3 separate regions of the Mus musculus genome follow, and all the other regions are linked to region 3. The links are chromatin contacts, called in public HiChIP or PLAC-seq and promoter capture Hi-C maps. All regions are on one chromosome and are shown on one strand. Each heading gives the region's core, a stretch centred on a gene start, on an enhancer-like site or on the middle of the called end of the contact. The rest is flanking DNA. Distances are from core to core; before and after follow the strand shown. Region 1 holds the start of Albfm1 (albumin superfamily member 1). Region 2 has its middle 24 kb from the start of Gm36084. Region 3 has its middle 11 kb from the start of Gm19619.

What was found. Promoter capture Hi-C pulls out the DNA fragments that hold promoters and counts their contacts. HiChIP or PLAC-seq counts read pairs in DNA pulled down with a chosen protein or histone mark.
Region 1: a promoter capture Hi-C map of liver shows a contact between it and region 3, with 3 times the contacts expected there. The contact joins the promoter of Albfm1 here to the enhancer-like site in region 3. A contact is called at or near these places in 3 of 39 promoter capture datasets (liver and stem cell-derived epiblast-like cells), 1 of 484 Hi-C or Micro-C datasets (liver), 1 of 115 datasets of contacts at active chromatin or transcription factors (hepatocytes) and 1 of 9 other capture datasets (macrophages).
Region 2: a contact with region 3 is called in an H3K27ac HiChIP or PLAC-seq map of hepatocytes, with 6 times the contacts expected there. The contact joins two enhancer-like sites. A contact is called at or near these places in 2 of 115 datasets of contacts at active chromatin or transcription factors (hepatocytes and pancreatic cancer cells).

The regions. Positions count from the first base shown.
Region 1 is chr5:90,559,507-90,563,263 of GRCm38.p6, forward strand. Albfm1 (albumin superfamily member 1) reads left to right here and starts at 1,703. Exons shown (of 14, transcript NM_001252661.1): 1 at 1,703-1,811. The coding sequence starts at 1,727.
Region 2 is chr5:90,688,700-90,692,906 of GRCm38.p6, forward strand. No RefSeq gene overlaps it. Among named protein-coding and RNA genes, the nearest start is that of Gm36084, 24 kb to the right of the region's middle. Within about 2 kb of position 1,317, at least 117 of the 459 cell types and tissues checked have an H3K27ac peak or open chromatin away from gene starts, as enhancers often do. A contact at or near this core is called in hepatocytes, where this site is marked.
Region 3 is chr5:91,291,843-91,295,986 of GRCm38.p6, forward strand. No RefSeq gene overlaps it. Among named protein-coding and RNA genes, the nearest start is that of Gm19619, 11 kb to the left of the region's middle. Within about 2 kb of position 1,474, at least 21 of the 459 cell types and tissues checked have an H3K27ac peak or open chromatin away from gene starts, as enhancers often do. A contact at or near this core is called in hepatocytes and liver, where this site is marked.

The DNA.
Region 1 (3,757 bases), core at 453-2,952, 730 kb before region 3:
GACACCAGAGCAAGCATCTGGGGCTACCTGCAAGTTCTCACTGTAATATCCACATGGGCCTTACTCCTCCTTTGGGCCAGAAGACCACTAGAAACAAACTCTTGGCAATTATTGGAATAGGATGATCAGGTATAAAACTATAAAGTTTTGTTTTGTTTTAAGAGGGGATAGCAATCTGTTTTACTAGAATGGAAGGAAGATATAAACAACTTTATTGTGTAGGGTTTTTTTTTATTCAGTTGTGTAAAAACCACAAATCAGGTGCTGTATTTTAATTAAATATTTCAATTGCAACAAAACAGTTTCTGTGTCTGATAAACGAAACCTGCAAATAGGCGGTGGCGGCTAAGCCATCCTGACTGAACAGTTCTTAACCACAGGCTCCACAGTATGCCGAAGAGAGAATATTCTGGAAGCTGTGCACGTTACAGAACCAGGCATCTGAAAGCAAAACTGAACTTGGGCATATCACGGAGTGTGGGTCATGAGAAGGTTCCCGCGTCAGATGATGCATTCAGGTTTTCCACGGCCAGTTAACTCAGAGATACCCCGTTTTTCATGAGCTCCTTGAAATTGGATCTGGGTCTTAGCATCATGCTTAGGACTTCGCCAGTGCATGGTATGACACGTTGACAACAGATGGCCTGTTGATCAAACCTCCATGCCTCTGATTTACTTTTGTGTCTCTATACAATAAAGCCATCTCATAAGAAGTACGCACTGACCCCTCACAGTTTGACCAGATATAGCTCAGATTCTACTTTGAAGGGGTCGCCTGTTGACAGGGAAAGTGCTTGTTTATTGCAGTCATGAGAAAAGCCTTAGGCATTTTGATTTGTTTTTCCTATGATAGGGAAGCCCCAACCATCATTGGGACTTTATAGAATCCCAAAGATATCAACATGAAGTATCAGCTATCAGATTCTTTACCGGACTCTAAAGTTTCTGCTTATAACTCTAAAAGGTTTTTCATTTCCTCATTTCAAATCAATTAAATATGGGTGAAACAAATCACTCATTTGCCTCTGACCTTTTAGAAAAAAAATGTTTTTTTTTGAATTTCTGAGTTTGCAAGGACTATGCTTTAGTGTATTTATATAAATGATGAGCTTGGATTCTAAAATTAAACTTTTTATTTGAGATTTTCAAGGAAAAAAAAAGAATTGGTCTTAATTTTCCATTTAGGCAGTGGTGACGTGTGTGAGTGAAAGTCACATGATGGTCCTGATTGACAACCAGCACTCAGGGATAGGAGTCCTTTGTGTTTGCTGGCTTGGCTGTGCCCTCCACCTCTCCCCTCTCCAGGGTCTTGGCAATGCCAGTGTTGGCATTGACACCTGAGTCCAGTCCACTTGCCCAGTCAAAGGCAGTTCATGTTTGCTTTCTCTTTGCCTCTTTAGAACTTTGCACATGTAAACAGGCATTTCTATGAAACGAGATACTGTAGACTGGCATTTACCAAACAGGTGCATCGTTTGCTAGCACGAGGCCTGTGTGTTGCAATCTCAAACATATCATAGGTCGACATGATCTGCTTTAAATTCCTGTATTCATTAACAAACACGGACATTTCTTCACTGTCCTGAGTTTGTCCGGTTTCATGACAGTCCATGGGAGCCTTAAGAAAAACTAATATTCACTAGAAAAGCTAACGGTTAATGATAATTGCTGGAAAAGAATATAAACACCATCATTCCTCTCAAACGGCGGAACTTCATCTGAAACAATGGAGGTTCTTAAAGCTCTACCCTTCATTGTTTTCTTCAGCTACAGTAAATGTGAGTCTCTCCAAACAAGTTTACTACATGCAGGTAGGAAATCCCATCTGCTGCCTGTGTGGCCTATGTGTAAGGATTATATGAGGAACCATGACAGTCACTAACACGTGTGTGGAGAGCCTTATCTTTCTCAGTGGTCATCGCTGTCAAAAAACAGTCATTGACACTTGCTAGACACCTGTGAGTGGAATGGCCTGAGAAACAGGCCTGTACGTTGAGGCCACTCCTCTGGGACTACCCCACTTTAAGCTTCCCTTCTTTGTCCCCAGTCTAGATGAGAGACTGCTTCGTTTAAGCCAATGTTTGAAACTGGCTAAAGTGAATTCAAATAGAGCAAAAAATGGGAACGACTCGGGAATAATCCTGGAAGCTACATTATTACCTGTTATTACAAGGCAATATGCTTACCCCTTGACACGTGTTTTCATTTAATAATCTTTTACATGTGTGTGTTCTGTACATACGCGTATGTGCACATGTATGTATAGGTTGGAGGTTGGCATAGGGTGTCTTCCTCAGTTGCTCTTCAACCTTAATTTTCTGAGATAGGTTCTTACTGAGCCTGGAGATTACTGATTGGCTAGAATGTCTGGAGATTACTGAGCCTGGAGATTACTGATTGGCTAGAATGTCTGGCGATTACTGAGCCTGGAGATTACTGATTGGCTAGAATGTCTGGCCAGTGAGCTCCAGGGATCCTCCTGCAGCAATAATGGGATAAGAGACTCAAGGTACTTGCTGGGTCTCGAAAGTAGGTTCCTGGCATCCAGGCTCACAGTTTTATGATTGTACAGCGAGTGCTCTACTGACTGAGTCATTTTCCCAGCCCCTCATTCGCTCTTCGTACCCACACAAAGCGCTAAAACTTCACACGTACATGCAAATGCGTTTTATAAATAGAAGTTGAAATCTAAAGAGTTGCCTTTAAAACCTTTACTTTTGTGCAGCAATGGTAATTGCTAATGGTTGCTTACGTAAAAGAAAGCTGCTTGGTTCTTTGGAAACCGTTAGTGTAAGAAGAAAGACACAGCTCCATCGAGGTGTATGTGTGTGTGTGTGTGTGTGTGTGTGTGTGTGTGTGTGTGTGTATGTGTGTGTGTGAGTATGTGTGTTGTGAGAGAGAGTATGTTTGTGTGTGTGAATGTGTGTGTCTCTGTGAGTGTGTGTGTGTGAGAGTATGTTTGTGTGTGTGTGAATGTGTGTGTCTGTGTATGAGTGTGTGTGTGTGTATAGTGAGTGGCTGGTGGAGATGCAATCTCCCTCACAGAGTGTGGAAGACTCGTTCTTTGCCAAATCAAGAACGTTAGACTATTAATCTCTGGGATTTTGTTCCCTAGCCCTGACATTTACTTTCGATTGTGCTAATAGCTTATAATGAAATAATCAAAGAGTTTAACCAAATCACTAACTTTAAAGAATTCAGAGTCCGTTGTGTGACTGTGAACAGAGGGCAATCTGTGTGAACTTCAGACTCCATTCATCTTGATTTTTTAAAAAAAAACGTTGTCCTTTATTTTTGAGATTATAATTCAATTACATCATTTCCTGCTTCCCTTACTTCCCTTCAGACTCTCCCGTGTGACCCCATTCACTCGACCTCAAATCCATGGCCTCTTTTTCTTTAATTGGTGTGTGTGTGTGTGTCTGTGTTTGTGTGTGTGTGTGTGTGTGCATACTGCTCAGCTGGCATAATGTTACTTGTATGCATATGCTTTCAGGGCTGTCCATTTGGTACTGGGTAACCAGTCAATGTGCTCTTCCCTGGGTCAGACTGTTTCTCCTGCTCTCTGCATTGCCAAGCTGCTTAGTTCTTTATCTCGGGCTGAGGCCTCATGAGTCCCTTCTCCTGATAAAATGTCTAGATGCCCTGTTGTTTCATTTGGGTTTTGCTTGGCTTGGAGCTTGCCTTGTAGGGTAGATCAGATAGCTTGTGAGCCCGCTTACCTCTGCCTTGTCAGCACCGGGATAACGAGCTTGCA
Region 2 (4,207 bases), core at 67-2,566, 600 kb before region 3:
CAATTCTGCTTTTAAAGATCTTTCTTTTTCCTTTTAGGATTAACTTCATAAAGCTTGAGGGGGGGGGGTGGTGGAGTGGAAGGGGAGGGGCAGGCATGTTTTAACCCAATAATGCTGTCAGTCAAGGTAGACATTCTGACTACTGTGCAGGCAGCCAGTTTCCAGCAGCATGGCTCCCCTTTTTTCTTTATCTACATGTGACTTGGCCAGAAGAGAGTTAGAAATGAAGACCAGATAAGAATTTATGTGCCTGCAGAAAGCAAAAGAAGGAACTATTTGTGGGGAGGAAAGAGAGAGAAAGATGGGAGGAAGAGAGCAATATAGGGGGGCAAGTAACCAAAAATAGGAATATGTATATGAAAATGTCCTAGTAAAACTCAGTTCCTCGTATGCTAACCAAAGTGATAATTAAAAGAAATTTAGAGGCCGGGAAATGGTTAAGAACACATTTTGTTCTTTCAGAAGATGCAAGTTCGGTTCCCAGTACTCACACTGGGTGTCCAGGGGTCATTTGAAGCAGTTTCTTCTACCATGGGGGCTCATCATATGGTATAGAAGGCCACCATGAAATGGTAATAATGTAGAAAATGAGGCATGACCAGGAAAAATGAAGAATCGTTACCATGTTTGTCTTGGCTCTTTGAGGGATACAAAGCTTAGTCGTGAGGCTGAGCCATGGTGTTATGGTCCAGAAACCCACCCTACCCTGTGTATTAAGACATTTCAGTTGAAGAATTTTATGAAATACTTTTTGCCTTATTAACGCAAAGAATAAACTTGTATTTCTTCCCTGAAAAATTCCCAAGGTATTGGTAAGTCAATAGCAGGAAATTCTTTTCTCAGCTTGTACTACCATGTAAGAGGCATCCAATTGCTCATGAATTGGCAGGCTAAGGGCACTTGTCACTTCCTGGTGGGCCACTTTCCCAGAGCAGGAGAAGGCACCCGTTACTGTTCATTGTGTTTCTTGGGTTATAGTCCTGAAGGTCTGAGCTTTGCTTGGATTAACGGGAACTGATGTTGAATCGAGTAGAGAGAAAACTGTTTTAGTATGAAGCTGTGGTCTCAGGTGGACGTGCAGAAAGCACCATGCTGAACAAAGGCTTAGCCGCACTTCCCTCTCTCATGCTTGGACTCAGGAAATGCTACTTCATGGGTTGCAGCTACTTGTCAGGCTCATGACTCAACAAACTGAAATATTTGCTAAGTGAGTTTTGGTTGCACAACACAGGCTGCTCACCCGCAGCACACATGATGCTAAACACAATTATCGGCAGGTCAGCTTTGCTGTTGGCAGGCAGCTATGAGGAGTAGGGATGGGGCAAGAGGACAAACAGCCTGACCCTGGCTGCAGAGGTCAATGGGATGTCACTAGGTACTGGTCACACTCTTTCCCTTCTCTGGAAAGTCAGGGCCATGTTCAGTCAATGCAAATGCAACATGGGAAATGATTCTCGAAGGCTACTTCTTAGTGCCAAACATTTCCTGGTTTCCTTTGTGACAAACACAAGGATAGTATTACTCTGTGTTGTAGTCTGGCTTCTAGTCATCATGTGAAGCAGTGCCGATGGGAATTCATTTCACAGAAGGACCAAGGTCTGAGGCATGAGGCAGGAAGTCAGGACCTACAGCCAGGGTGAGGACGCGCCAGGCACTGTCACTGATGATGTTCAGCTAATATTACGTATCCTCTGTCTCAAGTGACCAGGTTTCATCTAAAGACCACCTAATCCTGGGAACAAAGGGTCTGTTACGTGAGGGCTGGTCAATTGTTTTTAGCCAAGCTTCCATATAGGAAAGAACAAACAAACAAACAAACCAAAACAAAAACAAAAACAAAAACAAAAAAACAAAAAACAACAAACAAAAATACCAAAAACCAAAAAACACAAAACCCCCTTGCCTTTCAACCAATAAAAACACTAAAGTGAGAAGGTGCTAGCCATTTATACTTCAGACATAAGTTTCACTAAAATAAAACGCCCATAGAGAAGCATTTTGCAAGAGTACAACTAGAGTCCCATTTTCCTACAGGAGCCCATATCTGGCCACCAGGTACCTGGAGTTCCGTTCCTGTACTGCATGAATACGTGGAGTGGAATAGATAGCTACCCTGCCACTTGCATCGTTCTCTCTGGGCAGCTCCATTGTCCCAGTTAATGTTCGGTCAGACCATTTTTCCCCACCCAGGATGCTTCTTGGCAGATAGTTATTGTCCAAAGATTACTTTAACTAGACTCTGGATACAAGCCATGGTGAGAGAAATGAGGTGTGAAAGATGTAGAATTTACTCCCCATGAAAGTGGCCATTCCTTTCTGAATGTCCTGGGTTGGTGTAGCATCCACTTTCCAAAAAGCAGTTCTGAGTGACTGGCCTGGAGACTGCTTTTACTGCTCCCACCTCGTTTTTGGCGTTCACACCAAGCCCTAATCCACAGTCGAAGTCTGTGGGCTGTGACAGAGGGGCTATGTAATGGCTCTGAGTGAGAAAGGACAACACCTAAAAAACAATCAACTCTCTCCATTCAACTCTCTCCTCTTTGTTCCAATGAGTATATGGTAAGCTTTGAGTTTATTCAGTCATAATGTATTGTTGGGGCTGGCTAAGGCCCTAATGTCCACTGTGGGCCACTCTTAACTATACCTGATTTATTATTGTTATACTAATGTTATTAACATGTATTCAATTCTAAAAATAGTTGATGATTTTCTGTAGCTCTCTATATATGTTAAACATGGGCTTAGATACTGGGACTCCTTGAATTAAATGATTTAGAATTAATTTTTAATTAAATTTTAATTAAAATTTTAGAATTAATGCTTTCCTAGAATTAAATTTTTAGTTGCAGAATAGATTGCAAGAAACATGACCTGCCTTATGGTGAAGACTTTTAGTTGTCCTACGAAACACTGAGACAATTTTCACTGGGGGTGATGCCCCACTTGCTGTTCGAGAATGTGGTGAGTGCAATCTCCTTTGTTATCTGTGGCATTCCTTACTTAAATCCCTCAAGGATTCTGTGCACTTGGGGCCAGGCATTCCAGTTTCTCCCTGTGGTCACCACTCTCATGGCAGATACTGAGCTGGACTGGATGAGACATGCTGGAAAGGCAGTCACTGAGAAAACAGTACTCTAAAGCCAAAGTGGAAATTTACTTAAAATCAGTACCAAAAATTTCAAACTTTTACCTTATCATGTTTTCTTTAGGAGTTATATGAAATTAGAATTTTATATAAAATGTTAATTAAAGTCATTATATAGAAAACAAAGAAGGACTTGGGGAATCAGGGAGGATATTCCAATGGTTGGGGAGCCTGAACGTAGTTTTATTGTAGAGATAACTCCCTGCCTCTGATAAAACAGCCTGCAAACCCTCCACCTTGGTTGCTTTTATGTTCAGTCTTTTTTTTTTTAAACCTGCACTATGTTTTCTAGATTTTAGGTCAGGATACTGCCAGCATTCTGGGTTTTTAAAGGAAGGTATTATTTATGCCACTATGTGTATAGCAAGATGTATACATTCCATCTGATAGCACGTTTTACCCATAATAATGGCTTGATGTGTCTTAGAGAAATAGAGACCTAGAGAAGAGTGATTTCTCAAAAAGGTTATTCACATGTGCCGTGGTGGCTATTCTTTCCAGGACCGGGACTCAGTAGTAGATACTTCACAGTGCTGGTAAGAGATAATGGGAGACAGACAATTCTTGGTCCACTATTCTTAGCAGTTTAGACCAATGGACAGACCGCGGCCATGTGGAATTTGTGTGAAGTCACAGCCAGTTTCCTTACTCATGCTAAATAGACTGTCTCTTAAAACAATCCCTGTGAACATCTCCTATGTGACAACTCTTCTTGTCAACCCCTGGGACTCACCTGTAAATAAAACAGACAGCATCCTTCCTTTAAAAAAAGCTACATTTTAAGCAGTGGCACAGGTAGATGTTGACAGTCTTCAGAGGGCTTGCCTCCTGTGATGCTGAGCAGCACTGAAGATAAGCAAGGTACCCTTAACTAGAGCTTGGAGCCAGAACTAGGAGGAGACTCAACGGAGAAAAGAGAAGACCAGGGCAGGAGAGCACAGAGACTTTCTTCTGCAAATTAACACCTTAATGATTTCTGTTGAGGTGTTCATTTCCTTTTCTATTTGATCATACAGAATTACACTTAGAAGCTGGTCCTAGAAGAACTGTGAAAGAAGAATG
Region 3 (4,144 bases), core at 224-2,723:
ATCTCTCAGTAATATTTGGTCTTGTGGTAAATATGTATGAATAAAATGAACTTCCAAACTGTTCACTAAAACTGACTACATCATTACGGTCATTTGGCATTGCTGGACTCCTAATTCTGAGATCTTCAGTGACACATCCTGTAATACGAGTGGCCTGATGACCGTGATGTTATACATGTTGTGCTATCTTCTTTAGTTAGGTGTTAAATTATTTCTAAACTATCATTCTCTTCATAGTTAATCAAACTATTATTTCCCAGGTATAGCTGCAATCCTCCGCCCAGCCCCCCAGTCTCCACAGGCCGGTGATTTGCCTCCTTCGTTTCTCATGCTCTTCCTGTGCTGTGCAGTTCTTCTCACTGCTTTCCCGTCCCTGGATTCGTGCTGCTTGACTTCACCTAAAACTACCCCTGCTCAGGGTTACAGATATTTCTGTTCATCATTTCTTCCAAGGACTGTTTTAAATGACATCTTAATATTTATTTTTTAGTTGAAAAAGTCTTTTTCCTAAATTAAAGATAGAATCCAAGTTCATTTCCTGTTTTCTTCCAAACCTCAGATGAATACACAATTCGCCTGGTAAAACAGGTCTTAGCCCAGTCTGGATTAAATAGTGAATGATCGCTGTGCGCACTGTGACATGGGTAACTCCAGGTCCCCTTAGATCACAAAAGGGAAGTCTTAGAGCTAAGAATCATCACAGATAACTTTAAACCCTACAAAGATGCAAAGTAAAAACTAACTAAAGTTCCTTGACTTTAATGTTTTAATGAACATAATCATTCTTAATCTGTCCCACGTTATCTCTCTCATTGCATTGATTTGTTTATCCTTATGGCTAAGTAATAAGGACAGATGTGTGACACCGTGGGATCTGCTTGCTTTCCACGATCAGATTCCACATATGTCTAAAACTCAGCCTAGAATTGGGGTAAAATCACAAAGACAGAAATGTTTTCTAATAAGCTTTGGAGATGAATCTCCAGAGTTGCTTTCAGTTTTTAAAGTTGTTATATACAGAGTATAAAAAAAAATAGCTGCTTTTTAAATTGTTCAGTGAAAGAATGGAATGGAATAAAGATCTAGAAATATGCTGCTTATGTGCCTCTTAGAAGTTTATGTGCCTCTTCTGGGTGACCTGGTCGTACACAGACTTGGAGGTACAAGACAGGGTAATGCCCAGAGGAAGCTAATGTTAACTGCACAATGTACTCCCCTCCTCATTTCCGCCAGTGAGACTGGGCTTTCCAGAGTCTCAGGAGAAGTGACCTGACCTGGAAAAATGATCTGACCTAAGGACTTTCCGAGAGGACTGCTACACTGAAGAGTTTGACCGCTAATTACCCCACTGCCTCGTGACAGCTATGGAAAACCTAAAGCAGTAAAAATTATTGCTCAGGTTCTCTGTGTTCTCTGAAGTCACCTTCCCAAGGCATGCACAAAGCTGGGCCACCTCCTATTTGGTAAATGATTCTCCTGAGTGATGAAACAGGTAGAAAGGAAGCTCACAGGTCACCTCTGGACTGGTTGGCAAGTATTTGCAGGGACAGATAGTCACAATTTCTGCTCTTAGGACGGAAACCTGTTCATATGTGAAAAATAATGACAGTCACATGCACCTGAGCTGGCAATAAACCTTGTGAGGTTGGCTGGTCCTCTTGTGATCTGATGCTAAGCTCTTCCTTATTACAGGATGCTGACTTAGATATAAGACTGCCAGAAAAGAAAAAAAAAGACCTCCTCAGTGTGCACACCTGCTTCTCCGTAAATATCCATTTGCCTTCTACTAAGTACAACTTCAGTTCTTAACTTGAATCTCTGTCTTCATCCAGTGGGATTATGGCAAGTCATATACACTGATTGAATATATGTATCAACTTATCTGCCTTTCATTCCTTGCCAAAGTGAGTAAGATATTTTAAAGGAGCAGGTTTCTGAGTCCTCATTCCTCAGTCTTTCATTGGACTTTCATTGTGCAGAGAAATGTAGAAAGGAATTTACGGTTCTAAAAGGAAATATCAGATCCAAAACCTAATTCTTCTCCAAAAAAGAGCAAAGGTACTGAATCCTGTTGTGTGTCTTGAGGCTGAACTTAGCCTACCCTCCTTCCGCTCAGCACACCAGTTCCTCTCTGAGCACTTCCATTTGCCCACCCATTCCAGGAGGGGCTTTCTTAACTTAAAATGGATCTTTGGCACATCTTGTCTCACACTGGATGCTATTTTGTCCAGGCCCGGATCACTCTGTATTACTATCACACAGCTGGATCCTTAACCTAATTTAGGAATTTAGTTCAGTAGTCAGAGATCCATCCGTAGGGTATAGTCTAGTTGCCTGTGTTCCTGAGCTCCAGTGTAAAGTCAAGTATGGAAGATTGGGATTAAACCAGGGTTTTCATGCTGGGACAGTGAGGAGACACAAATGAATTGGAGTTGTGAGGCAAGGTGCAGGGCTTGATCAGATATAGAAGAAGAAAAGATTTAATTATAGCCAGGTAGCATGAACTTGAAACTAAGCCACCAGGAACCCACCCACTCCAAATTCTAGCTTTTTAAGAAAGTATCACCTTTGTAGCTTTCTGACCATGGTTTTGGGCACTAAGGAAATACCTTGAGATGAAGGGAAGGAAAGAGGGGGTCTCGCCACTGCAATAGATTGGCCCATACATGTTAAGAGACCTGGCTAGAAGGAAGACTGTAGAAGAAGGATGTGTGCCAAAGCAATTATGTCACCGTGATGTACATCTGCTTATCACAGAACAAACCTGTCTATCTGAAATTCATTTTCGAATTATATTCAACCGGTATCAGAGTTATCTTGAAATATTTGATCTTTCCAAACCAGTCCTTTGGGAAAAGGCAAGAAGTAGAAAATCAAGCCATAATCCTAAAGATCTGATGCCCCTAAAATGTCAATCAATCATCAGAGGCAGTCCGAATGTAAACCCTGAGAAGTGACTGGCGGTGCAGATCCGTCATTCCCAAGCAATGATCTTTGAAATCTGTTTTATTGCCTTTGTGTGCCCCATGTTTGAGATCTGGATTAATGGCTGTGGGTTTCTCAGTTCAGTCTTTCTAATATAGAGAGTTTAAGTAAAGTAAGCAATGTTAAATGAAAGTTGATTTAGGTTCACGGAATGTATCTCGTGCTAGCTGTTGGACTGTTTGGGCCAGTAAAAGTATATGAAGCTTTCTAAAACTACAAAGTTTCTTCAGAAAAGTGTTAAAATGCATGGGTGAGCATGCGTAGTCATGCTTTTGGCTAGCTGGCAGCAAGCTGGTTGAGAGATGGAGTTTGGCACATCCTCAGTGCTAATTTCTGTGTAGATGGGGGCATTGTCTATGGTCAGTGGACCATAAAATAGAGGAATAGTTCACTCCTTCACCAAGGGCTTGTTGAGCTCCTGCAGATGTGCAGCTGGAACTCTAAGTAGTTAGTGTGACATATAGCTCTCTAGGCTTACTGAGACTTTGGTTTTAGAGAAACAAGATTACACAAACAAACAAACAAATGAATAAAAGCTTATGGTGGAAGGAAGGGGAGACACCAGGACAACCAGATGACAGGTGACAGGGTGATTCCTGTCAACCAGGTAGCCAGAGGGACTTTGGAACAAATACCTGAATAACAAGAAAGACAGAGACATGCAGAGATTCTAGATAAGAGCACTCGCCATTGCATTTGTAAGAAAAATAAATAAATTTTGGATAGCCAATGTTTAAAACTAAAACTAAATAGCAAAGATGTAGGAGGAGCAGTTAAGCCCCCCCCCCCCCACCCCCGGCCGCCCACGCCTGAGGAGCTATAAGAAGTTGAGGATTGCTGGGAGAGAATAGTCAGTTTTATTTAAAGGTGTGTCCCCGGTTGGCTGACCATGTTCCATTGGGAGGCTCCATGCCATGTATATGAGTAACATTAATTGGACTCTGTGAGTTATTTTTTTTAAGTGGACATCAAATTGGGGTAGGGTGGAATTGGGGCAGGATATAGAGAAGTTAGTGAGAAAAAAAAAGTGTGGGCAGTGAATTTGATATAAATACGTAATATGATGTTCCCAATGAACAAGTAAAAGTATAATTTTAAAATACTAAATAAATTTAAAATGGAATAACATTGTTACAAAGCAACAACCACATGTTACTGT